Linked DNA regions of Mus musculus: region 1 is linked to region 2. A link is a contact called in public Hi-C data. All regions are on one chromosome and are shown on one strand. The core of a region is the stretch at or near the end of the contact, and the rest is flanking DNA. Distances in the headings are between cores, read along the strand shown. Region 1 has its middle 40 kb from the start of Stxbp5l. Region 2 holds the start of Stxbp5l (syntaxin binding protein 5-like).

The links. A called contact is a pair of places that touch in the nucleus more often than the background predicts.
Region 1: a Hi-C map of cerebellar granule neurons shows a contact between it and region 2, with 2.1 times the contacts expected there. The contact joins the enhancer-like site here to the promoter of Stxbp5l in region 2. A contact is called at or near these places in 8 of 484 Hi-C or Micro-C datasets (the N1E-115 cell line, brain, cerebellar granule neurons and 5 more), 1 of 115 datasets of contacts at active chromatin or transcription factors (embryonic stem cells) and 3 of 9 other capture datasets (adipose tissue, liver and pancreatic islet).

The regions. Positions count from the first base shown.
Region 1 is chr16:37,421,161-37,427,783 of GRCm38.p6, reverse strand. No RefSeq gene overlaps it. Among named protein-coding and RNA genes, the nearest start is that of Stxbp5l, 40 kb to the right of the region's middle. Within about 2 kb of position 4,648, at least 4 of the 459 cell types and tissues checked have an H3K27ac peak or open chromatin away from gene starts, as enhancers often do. A contact at or near this core is called in cerebellar granule neurons and cerebellum, where this site is marked.
Region 2 is chr16:37,380,448-37,386,936 of GRCm38.p6, reverse strand. Stxbp5l (syntaxin binding protein 5-like) reads left to right here and starts at 1,979. Exons shown (of 28, transcript NM_172440.3): 1 at 1,979-2,127; 2 at 3,232-3,425. The coding sequence starts at 3,240.

The sequences.
Region 1 (6,623 bases), core at 3,399-5,898, 38 kb before region 2:
AGTGTGTGTGTGTGTGTGTGTGTGTGTGTGTGTGTGTGTGTGTGTGTGTGTGTAAGAGAGATAAACGCCCTCCACACAGTGTAAATTGATAGGCAATTCAGTAGAATTCTCAAATACAAAAGAAAGCTAAATTCTAAAATATACTTCCATTTTCCATGTCTATAGCAGAAGGAATAAAAATCTATTTGCCTATAGATTTCTAATTTACAAGTTGGGAAGTTTTATAATTTTGCTGATTAGGCCTTGAAATCTAAGGGTCCATGGCAGTTATAATAAACATCTCCCCCTTAGGGACTAGAATCAAGAAGTACATTGCCCCAATTTTTCAAACATAGTAGGAAAAGATGGAGAAAGGAGCCTTCTTTGTGGTCCACAAAAATATTGAAACATCATTATTGGTACATAAGAGTTGGTACACTAGAGCTCAAACATATACAAATGAGAATACTAGATTATATTTCATCTACATTATTGTATTTCCATAGCCTATATAAATTGCCACTGAAATCTTATCTGGTATTAAACAGCAATTCAACCTTGACAGTGAAGTGAAGCTTGAAGAACTAAAAAGAGTTATTTTTAATTCTATGGCAACCTATAAACCCCATAGTTCTATACCGTGGGCTGACATTTATATGCAAACTAGCCAATTATCTATATTTTTCTTTGTTTTCCTTATAGTAGAATGGTAAAATCACTTTCTTGTTTGTCTTCTTCTAAGAAGAATGCTAGTGAGGAAAAAGTAATACACACACACACACACACACACACACATACACCCATTTACACATACATATACACATATATATCCTAAAATAATTTTAGGATTTTAATCTATATTTAAAATATTTATTATATATTTAATGTTTGTAATATATCTAATTATTTTGGAGTCCAGAGAAGCAATTTTATTTATCGGTTATTATACTTGATCATCACATGACATGAAAACTTACATGCCATCTTAAATGTTATGTGTTTTTTTTTAATTAGGTATTTTCTTCATTTACATTTCCAATGCTATCCCAAAAGTCCCCCATACCCTCCCCCCAACTTTCCTACCCACCCACTACCATTTCTTGGCCCTGGCGTTCCCCTGTACTAAGGGGCTGAGAGATATCTCAGTGGTTAAGAGCACTGAGTGCTCTTCTGAAGGTCCTGAGTTCAAATCCCAGCAACCACATGGTGGCTCACAACCATCCGTAATGAGATTTGATGCCCTCTTCTGGTGCATCTGAAGACAGCTACAGTGTACTTAGATATAATAATAAATAAATCTTTAAAAAACAAACAAACAAAAAATATATTTAAATTTTATAGATATGTAAAAATGTGTATTTTTGGGGGGACAGGGTCTCAACATGTAGCCCTGACTGGCCTGGAACTCATTATATAGGCTAGGTGGGCCTCAGACTCAGAGATCTTCTTGGTTCTGCCTCTCATCATGCCTAGCTTGTTTTGTTTTTTGAGACAAGGTTTTATGTAGCTCAGACTGGCATAGAACTCACAATGTAGATAAACGTGTCCTTAAACTCCGGATCCTCCTGCTCCCAACTGGAAAGTGATAGGCTTTGCTTTGGCATTCTTTGACTTGGGCATGCATCATTGTGCCTGGCAAACACCATTTTTTTTTTTTTTTATACGTGAGAAACATATTGTAGTTTCTTTTTTAGAGAAGTCCTTTATGGATATAAATGGAAGAAACCACACAACAGAAAGGCGGGTTTCATTTTCCAGTCTTCTCCCACCAGATGTTCTTTCGGCCAAGTGAACAGAGAGGCAACCAATTAACTTCCTTGAGTAACCAAATATTTAAAACAATTGAATACACAGAAACCTTTTAGTGGCCTTCATTTGTAGGCAAGGCAACCACAAAGAATCAATAAACAAATTGACCAAGCACTTGAAAGAAGGTGTTTGTCACAAGGTTAAGTCACTAAATGATAATCATCTGACCTGTCCCTGAGTTCATCACTGGGTGCCTCTTTCTCCCACATGCAGGTTTTGTGTCTTCCCTGAGTCTTAGAAGGTGTCCAGCTGGATTAGCTGACTTGGTATCAAGTCACATTTGTCCTTGGTTGCTGTCTAACCCTGGTGTTCTATCTTACATCTCATTTCCTGCACAGAGTATTGGCAGAGCTCCCTGACAGTGTCTCCAGATTTCATGTTCTTGAAAGTTTAAGTAGGAGTTTCTCAGAGATGATATAACGAAGTGCCAGAAATTGTGTGCCTTGAACAACAGAAATCAATGAACTCAGGATTCTGGAGGCTGAGAGCTCAAGAATCAGATGTCACCAGGCCTGGTTCCCCCTGAAGGCTGTGAGGATCTGTTCCCTGCTTCTTTTCCACCCTCTGAGGTACTTCCAATGTTTGATATTCTTTGACCTGTACAGGTATCACTCTGATTGTCTTCAGTGTAACAGGCATTCCAACCTGTGCCCAAGTGCCCCCACTATGGCATTCTTTTTATAGAGGCATCAGTAATATTGGAGTAGGGGCTCATACTTCTACATTATGATCTTAAGTGCTCTGCAGAGACAATGTTTCAAATATTAAGATTATATCTGAGATACTGGAGGTTCAGATGTGAGAATATATATATATATATATATATATATATATATGGGTGTGTGTATGTATGTATGTATGTATGTATGTATGTATGTATGTGTGTGTCTGTGTGTGTATGTGTCTGTGTGTGTCTGTGTCTGTGTGTATGTGTTTATATGTGAGTGTGTATGTCTGTGCATGTGTATATGCTTGTGTGTGTCTATGTGTTAGTCTCTGTGTGCGTATGTGTGTGTGAGAGAGAGAGAATGAGAGAGAAAGAGAGAGAGAGAGAATGAGAGAGAGAGACTCAATTTATAACTGCTTATTAATTCCCCACCCCAACATTCCTTTGGAAGACTGGATACATTTTTGTTCTTGTTATTTTGCTTTGTTTTAACCTGGTATTTGAGTGTGTTGCATGTTGCCACAGAGTCTTTAGAAGCAGAAGATGGAGGCCAAAGAAGATTAAAGTAATGCAGAATCTAAGGGAAGCTATGTCATAGGCTTAGAAGGCGAAGAGAAGGGGAAAGTGGCCAAGAATTGTAGCTGGGAGAGGCAAGACAATGAATTTTCTCCTAGAGCTTCTAGAAAGCAATGCAACATCAACATCATTTTTTGATTTTGGTCCAGTGAGACCTATGCTGGACTTTTGAGCTATGGAATTGTAGCACAATAAATTCAAATGGTTTGCAAATGCTAATTTTGTGATCATTGTTATGATAGGAAGAGAAAACTAATATGTGTTAAAATTAAAATCTCTTGCATATGCTCTGATGTTTAGTTCCTAGGCTTGATCTATCTTGGAATGTTTTCCTAGTCTCTGATCCCAGACCTAGTCCAACTAACTATTCTGCCACTGTTTCAAACCACAGAATTGACACTCACTATATAGAGAATAATATTGTTAGAGTCATGTGGGTATTGAATCACATTGGACTACAGAATCTGATTTTGTTTTGTCCTGGTTCAATCTTTCTTAGCTTTAGTTATCTTTCCCTTATCTAAAAGAAGGGGTGATAATAAGGCTAGAGAGATGGCTCAGCAGTTCAGAACCTCTTCCAGAGGACCTGAGTTTGTTTCCTAGCATCCCAGTCAGATGGACTCTTGTAACTTAAGCTTCAAGGGATCTGATGCCCTCGTCTGGTCTTTGTGGGCACTGACATATCTTGCATATACTTACACAGGCGCGCGCGTGCACAAACACAGACACACACAAATAAATATTTAAAGAATGTAGTTCTTGTTGTGAAGATTTATGTATGATAAGAGCAGTTAATGCAGCTAACACGATGCACTATACGTGTTAGGTTTCACTGTTTGAGAGTCTTAAAACCACCACTTCATTTTTCTACTATACACTACATTAAAGAAAGGCTTACTTGGGATTCAGAGTATAAGCCAGTAATGGGATTTCAAATAGAAGAATTAGTGAGAATTTGTATCTTATAGTACTTACTGCTGACTGGATAACCATCTAGGAAAAAAAAAACCTATAAAAAAATCACAAAACCCAGACTCAATGCATATATATGTATATGTGTGTGTGTGTGTGTGTGTGTGTGTGTGTATACACACACACACACACACACACACACAGGCGCTGTGATCTGATATATATATATATACTCGGTGAGTTTAATTTTTATGATTTATGTTCTATATGTATGTGTATATATACATATGTATATGTGTGTGTGTGTGTGTGTATGTATATGCATTGTTTTTTTGTGATTTTTATTGAGTTTGGGGTGAGAGAGAACATCAGAGACAATACTCCGTATAGTGAGTTAACTGTGAGCTACTGGCTTTTCTGCAGTAGAGAATGAAAAGACATTGGCTGGATTGAACAATAATGTCTAATAAGTAATTTGAAAGCATTTGGGGAGATACATATATATGTGTCCCTTGTTCTTGAAAAGACTTTATTATTTATTACCCATCATAAAAATGTTGAAAGCCTCAAAAAGATTCCCAGAAAAATTGAAATCAGCTGAGTAGGCAGAAGGCTCTACCTCACTGCGATGGTAGCAGCAGCAGGCGCTGTGATCTGGTAGGAGGAGCCGTGGTGCTTGCTGCTGTACCTTTCCTGCTGGGAGTCTTGGGCTTCATCTGGCTGGAATCACTGACCACCTCTTGCATAGCTGCCAGGATGCTGTATGAGATGGTGACTGCCAATAGTGGCCGAGTTACGGCCAGCAGCCCAGCTGCTACTCTGCAGCCAGTCCAGGCAGCTAACTCCTATATTATCCAAAATCCTCTGGTGGACTATTTGGGGCTGTGAGGTAATGACCCCTGGCTTTAGCTAATCCCAACACTGAAAAGTTATTTTATCAGAATGAAATAGTGCATTTGTCAACTATGCGATAAAGATGGGATCTGCTCAAAATCTATTTTGAGACTCAAATTGGATTTCTAATTGTAAGAACCAAGGAGGAAAAAAAATTTAGTAAGAAGCAGGAGTGATTAGCCAATTCCTATTGCCAAAAACCTCCCAAATTGCCCCTTCCCCACCCCTCAAAAAGAGAAATCTATGAGATTAGTCCTATGGTCACATATTATAGTGCTGAAAACCAAGTGCTACAATACCTGCAGAGACAGATGGTCTTCAATAAATAATCCAGTTGAAGAGGTCAGAAACGATGTCTCGGGGTGTTGTGAGAGCCTCAATACCAGACAAAACTCTGCAGAAGGCAGAGGAACATTAGAGTAGGATGAAAGTGAGGTACCCAGAAGAAATGCATCTTTCATTCTGAGGAGGAGCCAGATGTGAAATTTAGAGGTTGAAAAATCAGTGTGTGGCACCAAAATCTATTCAGAGCATAGACATAAATGAGATTTACGAGCAGCCAAGAAAGTGCTAGTTACGCTAAGGACTCTCAGAGAGGGATGAAGAGACAGGCAAACACTATGATATCTCTCAGAACCACAAATCAGTGAAGGGTCAGGAAGACATACCACACAGTTTCTGAATCGAGGAATTAGTTTAACTTCTAATGATCAGTTTGTGGGCAATGATTGGCTAGTGGGCATTGCCTGATTTCCACAATGTCAGCCAGGATCTTCTGATGGCTATCGCAATTTCTAAAGTGGTCAGTGCTGGCCAGGTGGGCAACCGTGTGAGTCTTGGCAAACAGCATCTTGGTGATTTGATATTACAGAAACAGAATGTCTTCAGGTGGTAGGTCTCAGAACCCAATCTGGGATTCTGCCAACCGAATATGTTCAGAAATATGATGGCAATGCCTTTGCTCAGCAAGACTGTTGGCACATCTTGCTTCTTGTCTGACAAAGATGTTTTTGCTTCTTCAGCCTGGGAGAAAATTAAACTATCACTCCAAACCAAAATGTAGCCTGATTTTGGATGAGGCAGAAAAAGTTGTTTTAATTTGGGCAATTCCATAATTTTTAGAAGTCTATGGGATGAGAAAAGTACAGTATCAGGTGCCCAGAGTCACTTGGGAATTTCCTAATTCATCTTGGTTATTGACTTAGGTAATGACTTCTGCCAAATGGCCTTGGACAAGAAGTACAAGTCCCAGCATGAATTTATAATTCCAAATAGAGTATATTGTTGTGATAGGTTTTTCAGTAGGTTAGAAACACACTAACCTCATTCCAAAGATTGAAACCTTGGCGTTACATGGATTAGAAGCATCAGCTCTGGCTTACTGAGCTGAACCAGCAAGTATATTCAGCAATGTATATTGCTGAAGTGCAGATGAAAATCTGAAATATCAAAGACTGATTTTATATGCAATCCGCATATAGCCAGAAATTATATTATTTCAACTCTGTCTCCTAAATGTTATCAAGCCAGCCTCCATCCCCCTGCCTCACTGTGACGTTGCCCTCGTTCAAGGTCTACAACTTTTATGGCTGAAATGATTTCTTACACTATTTGTGTTCTTATTATCCACCAATTCTTCCACTTTCTTTTCCACATTGTTTGAATAATTGTTTCTTTTTTTATTAATTTATGCATTCACTTTACATCCCAATATCATACCTCCTCTCCTTTCAGTTCCCCCTCCCCCAGCTCTTTCCTCCAGCCCCTCTTCCCTTCTCCTCTGAGA
Region 2 (6,489 bases), core at 730-3,229:
CAGGTTGTTGAATTCCCTTCATGATCTTTGTTAACTTGTTTAATATGCTTTTCCTTTATCAGTTCTGGTTTTTTTTTTTTTTCATAGAATACATTTGTGATAGTATGATGCTTGTGATGAGTGACCTAAGTTTTGTTTGTAAACATTTTATGTCTCTTTGCTGAACTGGAATATCTTCTTCCTTCACTTTTACCAAAAGGCCAGACCTCCACATGCTGTGGGCTTGTTTTCATATTGACCCTTAAGTAGGTAGGTCAAATTTTGCTGAAGCAAAGAAAGCATTCTAAATCCATCACTCTATTTAATAATGGTTAACTCACCAAATCGCCTCCTTTCAAAGAAAAGCTAGACGTAAAAAGAGGAAGAAAATCTTTTAGCTCTCATTAACTCCGATGTTTGGAAATGAACAATGGGCCAGAAAGGAAAAAAAAAAAAAAAAAAAAGGCAACAGGAGACAGCAAAAGACAGGTATTGTTAGGTATCTGATATAGGATTTAGAAGCACTTCAAGATCCAGTTTATAACACATATGAAATTTGTTTCCATACTTATTTTTCACTCCTCCCAAGCATGATAAGTTAGATATCATCTCATAAATCTTTATCTTATAGCCAGTAACTAATCCATTGTCTAAAGCCCTTTGAATGCTCTTTCTAAGAGAAATACTGTGCCAGGTACTAAATTAACTAGAAGCACAAAGTTCTACTCCTTAATGGTTATTAAGAAAATCACTATCTGGGTTTGACCGTGAAAGTGTGAGAGGGTTACAAAAAGAAGTGCTGCAAGTGTTAAGGAGTAGAACATTCAAAATGAGAATGTGAATACCGAGCTGAGTTTCCGAAAATCTGAGCGCGATTTGATCGCCATGGTTTCTTTGCTATTTGCCTGAGTAATTCATAAGGCATTCAAGTCTTCCCTTTCTCCCCTCTCATCTCTGACAGAGAAAGGGATGGGTCTGGAAGTGGTGTTTCATACCTAAGATGTAGGACAGTAAATATTTGGGACGATTTCTAATGATCCCTGTTGCTTAGATTAAAGTGTACAGTTAGTTATGGACCTTGAGCCTTTTACCAAAAGCCAGTCAGGGCTCAGAACTACATCACCTTCTTCACAATGGTGCGATGTTTCTTTTTCCTGTATGGAATAGAGTATTTTCCAAAATGATTCAAATGAGAAAAAAGCTTAAGATGCATCTTGTCATGATTTGAGAGAAATGTTTCCTCAAAAATTTAATTTGTCTATGTGGAGAAGGGGAACGCTGGTCTATTTCCATAGGCTGTATAAAGTAGGCAAATCATTTCCTTAAGATTTGGAAGCCAACATTTCCACCGAAAACCAATTCATTTTGGTACAGATGACTTAATGGAGAGAACTAACAGTTTGTAGGGATTATTTACAAATCTACGTTCAACGCATATAGCAGGGCAGCGAGATCGTCTATTAGATGCACCTGGCCCTGGTGAGCAGAAATAGATTCAAGGGGTGCTGGGGGGTGGGGGAAGGCTGCAAAATAAGCCCGGTCCAAAAGCCGGGTCCACAATACAGTCCAGAGCACGACCTAAGGTAACCCTTTCTGCAGCCTGGGACTCCCGGAGCGCAAGTTCTCAAGCTTGCAAGCATTCTATTGATTCACACTTGCGTCCTTCAACAGGTAGCACCAATTACAGCCCCCAAAGCACGGCGCCAAGGCATACTGGCTAGTATGGCTGTCAATCAAATACATCACCTACTTTCCTAAATGATCCCCTCCTCCTGTCACTGGCTTTTTCTCTGACCTATCCCCAAACTTCTTTCCTGCCTGGAATCCCTAAGACTTAGGTCAGTGGAGCTTGTGATTGGCGAGAGGATGTCCCGCCCCCCTGGTGCCCAGAGTGCCCCGCCCCCGGCGCGAGAGTCTGGGAGGGAGGAGGGTGCGGGCCGACTGGGGCGGGGCCTACCTCCCACGGCGGGGGCGGAGCCTGAGACAGACCCGCCCGCTCGGTTAGGACCTCGGAGAGCGCCAGGCACCAGGACCAGAGGGACCCGAGAAGCGGCCGGATCCGGGCTGGACCTTCGCCCGCCTGTGAGCCTGCAGCCTCCGCGCCCTCCGCCTCACGGGCTGGCCGGCGGCTAGTGGCGTCTGAGGAAGGTGCTAAGTCTGGGGTCCCCAGGGACACCCGTGCTGTCCCATCGCGGCTTGCCCTCACACCTGTGCGCACGCCTGTGTGTGTGTGTGTGTGTGTGTGTGTGTGTGTGTGTGTGTGTGTGTGTGTGTGCCTGTGCAAGAGGGAGAGCGCGCCCGCGCAGCTGTCTGAGGTGCGTGTGGCTTCCCGGCTGTCTGTGAGGGCTCCAGGGCTCGTAGCCCGCGGTGGTAGCCTCAGCGCCCTGCTTGGCTGGGAGGGAGCGAGAGAGCCAGCTCTGCGCGCCCCGCAGGCTGAGGCGGGACTCGGGCCGCAGGCGTCACCGCCTCACATCCCCCGGAGAGCCGCTGCTGTGCAGAGGGGGAGCCGGGCGGGGAGGGGACACGGGAGACCAGAGGCGGGAGAGGGGCAGAAGAGAGGAGCTGGGGACAGGTGGAGGCAGGCGGTCCCCGCTCGCCCCTCCCGTCGGCTGTGGCCGTGAGTCACCGCAGATGTTTTGGGGTCTAGGTTTTTGGGTATATGGGATGGAAAAAAGCCATTTTTTTTCCTGTCCCCTAGTTTCTATTGAGAAAAAGGAAGCTTTGAAGATGATGGGATTGTGTGGGGGGGAGCCCCAAACATGGTGGAAGAGTAAATACTGGTTCCCCTACAACATCGTTTTTTCCGATAATAAAAATTTATGAGTTGACCCTGAAGAAGGAAAGCCCCCCTTTCAGAACAGTCCATAGGGTCTTGGTCTGTTGGGCTCTGGTTTGATTGTATAATAATGATGATATAATGCTAATGACGATGATGACACGGCCTTTTATTTTTACCCCAGTGCTGATAAAGCATAGCTACAGCTGGGGATAAAGCCCTTGAAAATCTGAATGTGCGAAGGAAGGAATACTGTTGCTCTTGGAGTTGTGTTCTCTTTATCTTATAAAGATATCCCTTTTAAAGTTAAAATTTGAGGACATGAAGCCCGAACCCCTCTTCCCCGTCGATTACATCCAATGCTCATAAAATGGGGACTAGCTACTCCTGCCTTGACTAATGAAAAGATAGAGGCTTTTGCCCCGTAAAATTCCATGTTTGTGACCACTTCTCTTTTCCTTTTAATTTTTCGACAGTGTTTAAAATGAAGAAGTTTAATTTCCGAAAAGTTTTGGATGGCTTAACTGCCTCTTCCCCTGGCAGTGGTAGCAGCAGTGGCAGTAACAGTGGTGGGGCTGGAAGTGGCTCTGTCCATCCAGGAGGGACTGCAGGGCTTCCGAGAGAGGAAATTCAGGAAAGCCTGACTTCAGACTATTTCCAGATTTGCAAGGTAAGTTTTGAATTGGCTTTAGGGCCTGTTATATTTCTACTTTACTGTTGTGAAGAAACAAGGAGACACACACACACACACACATACATTTGCAGGGCTGGAAATTGTTGAGACGTCAGTATCAAAGAGCCTAGTACTAAGTTGATTTGAATGAATAAAAACACTTTAGATATTAACTTTGGCATCGGTTTATAAGCAACAATGGTATTTTAAAGAGAAGGAAAAGACACACAAAAAGTAGTATTTCCAAGGTGTTAAAGCCAAATAAGTGGACAAAATACGTTTGTGTATACGTACTAAACTGAAGGAGAAATGACAGCCATTTGGCTTCCTGGGTTTTCATTCTGAGAAACTGTTATTCCTTTTCTCTGTCTAGTTGTAAAATGAATAAGGCTCTCAACATGTTGCTAGAATTAAGTAGATAATAGATTAATGTGCCCAGTGACAGTGTTCTAAAATTCTAGATATTAGAAAAAAAGGGATCTTAGACCCTTGATAAGCATACAAATCCTATGGGCTCAATTCTTGTGAGAACTCAGAATTCCCAGAAAAGCAAAGCAACGTGTTCTGATTCAGAGGAAAACATTTAGGCCATTATACTTTGATTTTGAGCTTCCAATGAACAAGCAGAATTTTGGACAGGGAAAGAAGATGAGAAATAGTAAAAAAAAAAAAATGTAACATTGCTATATAAAGATATTATAGTATTACTTTATGAGATGGTATATTTTCTTCATTGCTCTTTTTGGGTGTTACCTTTCAGTGTAATTTTGATATGACTTATATGAGAAAAAAAACCACCTTTAAGTCATTTGTATGATATAAATGAATATAGTTTTATAAATGTGATTGAATACATAATATAAATACATAATAAGAAAAATCAGGTTAAGTTTCAGTCATTGTCTCAGCTCTTCCTAGAAAGTTTATTATAAAAACATCAAATCTATAGTTATTAGTTTACTTAAGGCCCAAGTTTATTTAGAATTAAATAGATTTAATCAATTGTGTGAAATTTGAATACAATATGAAGTAATAGATATTATATCAGTTAAGGAAGAACTTAATAGCGGTTCTGAAACAAATATGTGAAAGAGCCCTGGAAGCCAAATTTGAATTGCTACACAGGAGAATCATGTCTTGATTATTTATTTCTATTTCCTTTCCCATATTCTGAAAAAAAATCCTAATACCCTCAAGTAATGAACGTGATAGTGATGCAGGAGAATTTTATTTCAGATAAAATTAGTATAGAGCAGGTAGACTCAAACCAGATGGATGATGAACAGTAGAGGCTGTAAAGCAAGTAGAGAAATTTTTAAATGAAATAAATTCAGAGGTATGTATGTGTAAATGCTGGAAATAAAGTGCAGCACACGGTTACCTCCAAGTTTCTTAAGAAAAGAGTGGTCATGACAAGTGGCAGAAGTTAAGTATGGTCTATGTCTGATACATATGGCATGGTAGGAAGGACAATGGCCTATGAATAAGTTTTTTTTTTTAAACATTTTAAGCCCTGCCATTTGCCAGCCATATTATCACGGGCAAGATATGTTTTTCTTCTTGGAACCTTGTTTCCTGCATTTGCAGTATGAGAATAAATATTTCTATTTTCCTTATATGAAAGAAAGCTTATTAGAATTTGAGAAGACAAGACGGTGAAGAGAATACACAGGGTGAGAGGGGTGATAAAATATTTATATTTTTGAAGTTGAAAAGATACCTTGTTTGTTGTAGAACAAATATAGCCATTATAATATACTTTATATTTAGGGTAATAAGTTTCAAATAAACTATGAGGTTAGACAGTTGTATTAGCTATGCAGTAATTGTACTGCAGTCACACCAAGTATGGAAAACACAATAGTATATTTGACTAGGACTACAGTTAATTTAAAAAGTGATTATGTAACTATATTATAGGTAGCATAGTCTATAATGGATATATAAAGTAGATTAAGGAAAAAGCAAAATTAGAGCTGTCATTGGGATGAGGACTTCTTTTAGGCTTACTGATCAAGTGTGCAGAGAAGATTCTTTTGTGAATGATAAGACATCAGCACCTTCTGGACACTTTTATCTTTTTATTGTGGCTAAAACTGAAGTGTAAATCCAGATTCTGTTCCCCACCAAGCCTCCCTCGACCATCTGAATCCTCAGATCCTATTTGCTCTGTGTTTCTGAATTTTGTGCCATTTCCCATCCCCGGTACTCATTCCTTGCATCTTACTTTCTTGATTTGTGTCTTGAAAATACATTCTGATCTATCCTCACTTCATATTTTACCTTATTATACTTCATTTTGTTGTAATAATGTGATTACCCGAATGCAATGTGATTTGTTTGGCAGGAATTCTATGTTAGTTTCCAGAGAGCAGTAGTTCTCTAGAAACAAAAGTCTTTTGTTATACTCCAGTAAAATCAATTAAGACAAATAAATGTGATGTTTTATTAACTTAAGTTTATTTGATGAATTATAACAAGCTGTACTGCCAATCAATACTTTTTTTTTAAATTTTGTGTTTTGTGTAATACTCTTAGGCAGGTATAGGGTATTTGTTGATCTTAAGGAATGTAAAGCTAAGTTCCTCATAATACATGGAAAATGCTCAGGAGTAGAGAGACAGGCTAACATACCAGTTTATTGTAATCTTTTAGGTTCAGTATGTGCCCTTGAGTGCCCACTGCCTCAGCTATTCGCAACATACACCAACTACTCCTCTTGAATTTGAATTTTGTGAAAATTACTCATCTTGAAAACACTGCTTTATACATTAAAACTTAATCTTTTTAATCTTGATTTTTCATATGGTTCTCTTCAGAAAGGTGCCCTGTTTACCTTCCTAACTCTATCTATTTCCTTGGTTCCCTTGGCATATTACACTGCTCCAAAGCATCACATTGTCATGTGCAGTGCTTGTCCATGACTTCCTTTAGAATAATTATCCCAGATGTACAGTTGGAGAACTCTCAGTTAGCCTTTACCATATAATTTAATGACAACCTCTGTGAGACCAGTCCTGACCACTGCCTCTGTTCACTTTATCTTTTAAAATGTTTCTGC